3 separate regions of the Mus musculus genome follow, and all the other regions are linked to region 1. A link is a contact called in public HiChIP or PLAC-seq and Micro-C data. All regions are on one chromosome and are shown on one strand. The core of a region is the stretch at or near the end of the contact, and the rest is flanking DNA. Distances in the headings are between cores, read along the strand shown. Region 1 holds the start of Fut8 (fucosyltransferase 8). Region 2 overlaps Gm46359 (a long non-coding RNA gene). Region 3 holds the start of Mpp5 (membrane protein, palmitoylated 5 (MAGUK p55 subfamily member 5)).

Region 1 (2,622 bases), core at 64-2,563:
TCCCGGGGCCGCTGGCTGAGCAACGGCTGCAGCAGTTGCAGCAACAGGCCCGGTATCGGCGGGAGGACGAAGGAGCGCCCCGAGCCCAGGCTCCACAGAGCCCGCGCCCGCCCCGTCCTGGAGTCCGCGGCGCGCGGGGCCCGGCTCCCTAACGCCCCCTTACCCGAGGCGGGAGCGAGGCGGTCGGCGCCGTCCCCCGTCGCCGCCGCCGCTGCCTCCAGCTGCAGCTGGCCGCGGCGGGAGAGTGGGAGGGGTGCTGGGGTGGAGGATGCTACTCCCGACTGAAGGGAGAGGAAGAAACGGAAACAGGAACCGCGGCCGCCGCTTAACGGAGCCTTCGGCGCCACTGACTGAGGGAAAGCGCAAGGCGGCGCGAGCCAGGCAGCGGCTGACAGCGCGAGACCGAGCGCGAGCCGGGTCCAGGACGCGCGACCCCGAGCAGCGCCGGCCCCATTCCGTGAGGAAAGGGAGGGACGGGTTGGCTGGGAGCCGGGGAGGGGGCGGCGGGGGCCTGGAGCCCAGAGAACCCGGCCACTCGGGTCGGCCCGAGACCACGCGCGCACGCGCCGGAGTGGCTCCGACCGGGAGCGCAGGCGGGGAAGCCGCCGGCCGGCGCGAGCGAGGGAGCGAGCGAGCGAGCGTGCGCGCGCGGAGAGGGGCGCGCGCCCCTCGGCGTCCCAGCCTGCTGGGGGAGGGCGCGCATGCGCCGGCCGCGGCCTCCTCCAGCGACCCTGGCATGTGCACAGGCTCCGCCCCGTCCCCTTCCTCTCTGTGCGGGTGGACAGCGGAGCTGCAGCATCCACCGGGCCACGGCGGGACCCGAGTTCCAGCCGGACAGCGGCCGCGCGCGGGCTCCGGCTTTGGTCTCTACAGGCGAAGGCCGCCTGAGGGTCGGAGGCTGAGGGGAGCAGCGCTCCCCACGCCCTGGCCGGCCTGGCCCACCACCCAGAGGCGCACCCCGCTGGGGCTCAATAGGGCTCTGTACTAGTTTCGGGGTACTCTCTGCTGCTCATCCGCTGAGGCACCAGCACACAGTGCCACCTCGGCTCCGGGCGGTCCGGCTACCCTGCGGGCTCTGTCTTCATCTGAAGAGAAAGAACCCCGCAGAGCCCGAGTTCGAAGCCCGGCCGTTCGCAGCCGCTGCTGCCTCAGCCCTTCGGAGGCGGAAGTTTATTGAGTACAGGAGAGGAGAGGCTTTTCCCTAGGATGCTTCCTACCCGCTCGCACTCGGGGATCCTGACGCCCGCGATGCTGAGCCGAGTGCCGAAGGGCTACCTCCGACAGACCGTCCGGGAGGGCGAGCTGGGCGGGAGGACCCAGCCGCGCAGCCAGGGCACACAAAGTAGTCGCGGGCCGAAGGGGTGCTGCCGGGGCCAATCAGAGCGGGAAAACCAGTGAGTGGAGTGCGAACTGGCCAATCAGAGGGCCGGAAGATGAGCTTCCCGTGCCGAACTCTTCCCTGTAGCCTGGGGACCAGATCCCAAGCCTGAGGACTCAGCCGGGTGACTGAGTAGAAAAGCTGCCCTCAAGACAATTATTCCTCCCAGCACAGATAAATACTAGTAAATACTTTGGAAACGTATCTCTGAGTAAACAGGGCCACCCTTTTATATGCTAGTAATCAAAAAAACACAGAAAAGACATTAAAGAGGTCGTAGCCTGCCAAGAATGCAACCTACCTAATAACTCTCATAAATTCCCAATGTTTATTCTATATCAGGAACTGTGTTTCTAAAATGCAAAGGACAGTGCTTTTTAAAAAGGAAAAAAAAAAAAATGCCTGTGCCTTCAGGAGCTCCGCACCCTGAGAAGCTTTTCCGGACCTGTGACTGGGTTAATGTCTCTTCGAAATAAAGCTCTCTGAGAAAACACCGTGGCTTATTGAAGGTCACACAAAACTCTGGTGAAGTCAGAATTATGATCTAGCCAAAAAGCTTGGGTGTCATCATTCAACAAATCTGTAGTCATTTATTAAATGCGTAGATAACTTCCGTGAGACTCTCAGTTCTCTGTTGCAAATAAGCAAAATTTAGGCTTATACTGTACTTAGATGGATTAAGGGCTAAAATTTCAACAGTCAAAACCCTGAATTATTTTTCCTTTTGTGTGAGTATGTGCATGCTAAGGGTGTGTTTTCTCCTGGGCTACACCCACAGCCTGGAACATTTTTAGGAGTCAGAGGTAAAATGTTTACTTTGAGGCTTCAGCACAGCATTTAAAAAGCACTTTAACAAGGATGTATGGCTTGAATGTATTCAAGGGAAAAAGAGGAACCATTTCTAGTTAATTAACACACGCTACCATTTGCAGTACTTGAAGATCTCTACATTCAAAGTTTTATGTGTGCCTCGAACTCTCTGCTCCTTTAATCTGGCTTTAATTATCTCCTAGGAAATATTAAAACTATAGGAATCAAAGCATCCCACCTACTTTCTATTTAAGAAAAAGCCACTAGAAATATTTGTGAAGAACTTAGTACATCTTTATAGAACAGCATAGTATATAAGAAAGCGCCAAACTGATGACTCTGAAATACAGTGAGAAAGTAGTTCTTCAGCAGTTCAGGTCTCTGCTCAGTGTCACAGTACGCTGCTCTCAAAGATCCTTCAGGCCATGCTCAGG
Region 2 (2,622 bases), core at 47-2,546, 1.7 Mb before region 1:
CACTTAAATGGATTTTGCTTTGCTTTCAAACAGGATCTTGAGCAGTGCAGGGCTGGCTCGAACTCTTGATCCTTCTGTCTCCATGTCTTGACTGCTGGGATTATAGACATATACTACTATGCTTGGCTAGAATTGATATCTGCTTTCTTTTCTTTGAGACAGAGTCTCATGTATTGCTGCCTGTCTTTCTTACTATGTAGCCAAGTCTGGTCTTTAACTCCTGATCACCCTGCTTCTACACACCAAGGACTAAGATAACAGTCACACACCACCACACTGAACCTTAAATTGCTTTTTTCCAGGGGTTGTTTCGTTGACACAATACCTCATTATGGAGACCAAGTTAGTCTCAAACTCATAGAGATCTATATCCCTCTGCCTCCCAAGTGCTGGGATTAAAGATATGCTGCACCAGACTGGCCTTAAATTGATTTTTTTTAACAACATAAAAAGTTAATTAAAACAGGAGAATGAAGAGTTGTAGGCTAGCCTGGGATGTGTAGTGAAACTGAAACAGGAGAATGAAGAGTTGTAGGCTAGCCTGGGATGTGTAGTGAAGAGTTGTAGGCTAGCCTGGGATGTGTAGTGAAACTGAAACAGGAGAATGAAGAGTTGTAGGCTAGCCTGGGATGTGTAGGCTAGCCTGGGATGTGTAGGCTAGCCTGGGATGTGTAGGCTAGCCTGGGGTGTGTAGTGAAACTGTCTCAAAAGCAGACGGTTGGGCATGAAACTGGGAGATGGTTCAGAAACCCTGGTGTCCCAACTTTAATTCTAGCCTCAGAATTGAGAGGCAGGCTCCCCCCAGAACATGCTAGCTAGCAAGATTAGTCATATTGGAAAAGAATAAAATGGAGAAATAATTGAAGATGATCCCCATATCAACATTGTACCTCCAAATGCATCACACACACACTCACACACACCTACACACACACTCACACACACTTGTACAAACACTCACACTCATACCTATACACACACTCACACACATCTATATACACACACACCTATACACATACACACACCTACACACACATACACACACACACACACACTCACGGTGGGGGCAGAAGAGATGTTTAGATTTCAAGATTCACAGTGAGGCTGCTCATTTCTCTATTTGTGTGTGTGAACTCTTGATTCTTATCAAAAAGGATCAGGATTCTGGTTTTGGGTTTTTTTTTTTTTTTTTTTTTTTTTTTTTGTAAGCTTGGGGCAGTTCTTCAGTTATTTTGGGCAGAGAGCTTTATTTGCTCCATGAGTCTCTCCCCATCTGTGGCTTTCACTTCCCTGTTTGCTTTATTGCATTTGGTGGCACAAACGGCTTTTAAGAACAGATTTAGATCCATCCCTCCTGTCTCTGATGTCTGTTGCAGGGATAGTTAGAATGTTTTCTCTGGTCACAGCTGAAAGTTTCCATTTCCATTTCTCTCTGTGTCTTTTTATGACCCATTTGGAGTATACCGTGATGCACGATATGAAAAATATGGGTGGAAGCTGATCCTAAGCTGTGCTGACATCCCACAGTTTTCCCGCAGAGTGGCTCTTTCTTGTAGTGTTCTGTGGATGCTTCTTCACCATCGGCCAAGTCTTTAAATAATGTTTCTGTCTTAACATAGTCTACGCTGGTTCCTAACTTTTCTCTGTTTTTGCATCAAGGCCTCACTGTGTTTTGGTGGCTGGCCTCAAACTCACAACTCCATCTGTCTCTGCCTCCCAAGCGCTGGGATTAAGGTATGTGTCCCTACACGTGACTATCTTTTCTTATTTTTGTCCTGATATGTTTTGAGCTGGTCATGGTGGCACATGCCTGTGATCCGGCACCGACAAGCCTGATGAGGGGGACTATAAATTCCTGCCAAGATGGGTTAAATTGTGAGGCCCTGTCTCAAGCAAACAACAACAACTTTTTAAAAACTTTGCCTGGGCTGGAGAGATGGCTCAGAGGTTAAGAGCACTGACTGTTCTTCCTGAGTTCAAATCCCAACAACCACATGGTGGCTCACAACCATCCATAATGAGATCTGATGCCCTCTTCTGGGGTGTCTGAAGATAGCTACAGTGTATTTATATATAATAAGTAAATAAACCAACCTTAAAAACAAAACAAAACAAAACAAAACTTTGCCCATTCAGATTCCAAATGAATTTTAATAATTATATATGTTATATAATACATCCCATTTTGTCTTTTTCCTCCCCATTTTAGTCTTATTATTCAACTTCACAATCAGAATTAAAGGAGCTGGAGAGGTGACTCAGTAATTTAAAGCAGGGACTACTCTCACACAGGAATACAGTTTGATTCCCAGTACTTATGCCAGGTGGCTCACAACTACCGGCAACTCTTAGATACAGGGAACCCCATGTCTGTGGCCTCAAGGGCACCTGTACTCATGTGCACATGGTCACACATACACATAATTTTTTTAAAAGATTTTTAAAAATCAGAAACACTGTTGGTGGTGGCACAGGATCCCAGCACTCAGGTGGCAGAGGCAAGTGGATCTCTGTGAGTTTGAGGCCAGCCTGGCCTACAGAAATAGTTCTAGACCAACCTGGCCTACAGAGATAGTTCTAGGACAGCCAGGGCTACACACACACACACACACACACACACAC
Region 3 (2,622 bases), core at 51-2,550, 1.5 Mb before region 1:
AAAGCTCTTTAAATTTTAATGTAAGCCTGCTATTACAGTTTAGAATGATCTTTAAAACAAGAAATCGTGTCCACAGAAATACTATAGAAACAGCTCGTCAAGAAAGGATAGTGTTCATTCCCACCAATACCTATACTTCAAAGACACCAGCACACCACATAATTTGTTACTGTTGCAAAAGTTAACAAGTTATTAATTTCTGGCATAATTTAAAAGGATAATTAGAATAGTATCATTAAAACATTACAGTGCCTTATTAAAACCAGAAATACCTTCCACCTTATCCGCTAAATCAAAACTTTAGAATTCTTGCTACACTGGCTTTCAGAATTTAAACTCTTGAAACTCTAAATTAGACACAACACACTAAGTAAAAACCCTCGTAGGTGCTGCATTCATTTTAGAGTAAAGTGTCATGGAAAACTTTTCGGCCGAATCTAAATTCCACACACATTACTGTGTGTCAGTCAGCTGGACAGAAGGAGAGAGCTATCCTTAGTCAGTTACGTAATTTACAATAAGGATCGTTCCGAGCGGCATTCATTGAAAGTAGCTCTACCAAGCATTTACAGGCTTCAAAGTTCACCGGACAATCTCCGTCTAAGTTCTGAGAACGCACTACTCTTTAGCAGTGGTCACAAGGAAGCAGGAACTGTTTATCCGCAGAACGCAATGAGTAGCAGAACACCAGGGGCTGACTCAGGCACCGGAACGCTGGCTGCATTCCGTCTTCCACGGGAAAGTGTTTCCCAGGCTGGTTCCCCGATCCGGCCAGGGGTGGGGTGAGGGAAGAGTCCCAGAGACTCGCGAACTCCGGGCCTGGGCGCAGCGAGACGACTCCCTGCCGTGCCCCCGGCAAGTCCGGCGGGGTGGCCCGCCACCGCGCCAAGGTGCGTCCCCCCCACCCCCACCCCCCGGCCCAGGGAACCAACCGGCATCGCGCGGGGAGCGTCCCTCCGAGGGACAAAGGTTGGGCTGCCACCGCGGCGCCCGGCTCAGCCTGGGGCTCTCCCCAGGGAACCCTGGCGGTGCGGCGGGTCTGGGAGGGGGTGCGAGCCCCGCCGCCCCTCCCCCGCCGCGCTCCCGGGAACCTGTTGATTAAGATCGCCACAGCCCGGGCGCTGCGGGTCCGCCCCTTACCTCCAAGCCCCGGCGGCCGCCGATCCTCTCTCCCTCCCTCGCTCCTCAACGCAGCCCAAGCAACAGCCCTCCGTCTGGCGGCCCTCAAAACACTGGATAAAGAATCCAGAAACTCCCGATTCCTCCCACCTCGGAGTCTCCAGTCCCCGCCCCCTCCTCACCGCCAGCCTCCTCCGTCGCCGCCGTCGCCAGCAACTCCTCCTCGAGGCCGCGCGAGACCGGCCCCCGCGGCTGACGCGAGACCGCGCACGCGCCCCTGGGACGCTGGCGCAGCGGGCGCGCCTATCCCAGGCCGTTCCTGGCGCGGCCCGCCCACGGCCCGGAGAGAGGCTGGAACGGATCGTCCAATCCTGAGCGCGCGTGGGGAGAGGGCCCGCTGATTGGTCCGCTCTTCCCCCCCCCCGCCTCCCGGGGGCTCGGCCGCGCGCACTCACCCGCCTCGAACTGCGAAGCGTTCGTTCTAACCGCTGAGTCGCTTCGCTGCCTCAGCCCACCTCCTCGCCTCTGTGTGGGGTCGCCGTGCTTCCCTGAGACGGACTCGGAAGCCGCTAAGGCTCGACGGGGCCTGGGAAGCGGTCATCTCCTGAGAAAAATCCGATTCCCTTGGAAGAGACCCCTGTTGTCCTGTCAGGCACATCAAAAATGCTAATGCTCAAAACAACCGTGACGCCAACACCTGGTTGTGTATAAAGTTCCACACAATTCCCTGATTCCACAGACGACTCCTTTCTGAAAACCAGGAAGGATGTCAAAGGCCACAGTTGTCACAGAATTCTCCGGAGAGGATTGGGAGTTACTTAGGCTAGTCCCAGCGCGAGTCCATGCTGTCAGGACACACCTATGCCACCATCTGGGAAGGGTGGGCACGGAAAGTGCTATGAAAGTGTGCGCGAGGAACTGGATTTGGAGCAAACAGAAATATGTTCTATGTAGAAACCTCTTCTGCTGGACCTAAATCCATTGCTTCAGCCTGTTGAGTTTTCTCAGGGGCACATGTCGTAGACAACTGTCCCTCTGTGCCTTCGTATATGCAATTAATCATGTCTTTATTTCCTCCCACCGTGGTTTTTAAGCACCATTCCCAATATACCCAGGCTCCTACCTACCTTTTTCCTCTTATGGGTTGTTAGTGTCCCCAAGGAATACTATGCCCTCTGAAGTAAGCACAACTTTTTTTGGGGGGTGGGGGGAGGGCGAAATCCTTCTCTTCCTGGATCATCAAATTCAAATCTTACTGACATTTTATTAAGTACTTAACGTTGTTTATTGGTGTTAGTAAGGCAGAGCCAAGGACAGGACTTTTTTACATACCACTAAAGACCTCTTTCCTTCTGTCAAACATACCTCAGTGGACTTTGAGTACAGACGGACAACTTCCAAATATATGTAACTGAACTGTCTGCTTAGTTCATCTTCACAAAGAAGTGAGAATTTGTGAACTGCAAGTGGACTGTCTCCAGAATTCCTAGACACTGTTAGCCA

Evidence for each region. A called contact is a pair of places that touch in the nucleus more often than the background predicts. HiChIP or PLAC-seq counts read pairs in DNA pulled down with a chosen protein or histone mark.
Region 2: a contact with region 1 is called in an H3K4me3 HiChIP or PLAC-seq map of pro-B cells, with 8 times the contacts expected there. The contact joins the enhancer-like site here to the promoter of Fut8 in region 1. A contact is called at or near these places in 1 of 39 promoter capture datasets (hippocampal neurons) and 3 of 115 datasets of contacts at active chromatin or transcription factors (astrocytes, large pre-B cells and pro-B cells).
Region 3: a contact with region 1 is called in a Micro-C map of embryonic stem cells, with 11 times the contacts expected there. The contact joins the promoter of Mpp5 here to the promoter of Fut8 in region 1. A contact is called at or near these places in 2 of 484 Hi-C or Micro-C datasets (both in embryonic stem cells) and 2 of 115 datasets of contacts at active chromatin or transcription factors (astrocytes and epiblast stem cells).

The regions. Positions count from the first base shown.
Region 1 is chr12:77,236,795-77,239,416 of GRCm38.p6, reverse strand. Fut8 (fucosyltransferase 8) reads right to left here and starts at 1,313. Exons shown (of 12, transcript NM_016893.5): 1 at 1,218-1,313. It overlaps 9530018F02Rik (a long non-coding RNA gene), which reads left to right and starts at 191. Exons shown (of 1, transcript XR_003950200.1): 1 at 191-2,622.
Region 2 is chr12:78,922,600-78,925,221 of GRCm38.p6, reverse strand. The region is part of intron 2 of Gm46359 (a long non-coding RNA gene); the gene reads right to left. Among named protein-coding and RNA genes, the nearest start is that of Gm46360, 4.9 kb to the left of the region's middle. Within about 2 kb of position 1,296, at least 35 of the 459 cell types and tissues checked have an H3K27ac peak or open chromatin away from gene starts, as enhancers often do. A contact at or near this core is called in pro-B cells, where this site is marked.
Region 3 is chr12:78,747,625-78,750,246 of GRCm38.p6, reverse strand. It overlaps Mpp5 (membrane protein, palmitoylated 5 (MAGUK p55 subfamily member 5)), which reads right to left and starts at 1,300. Exons shown (of 15, transcript NM_019579.3): 1 at 1,141-1,300.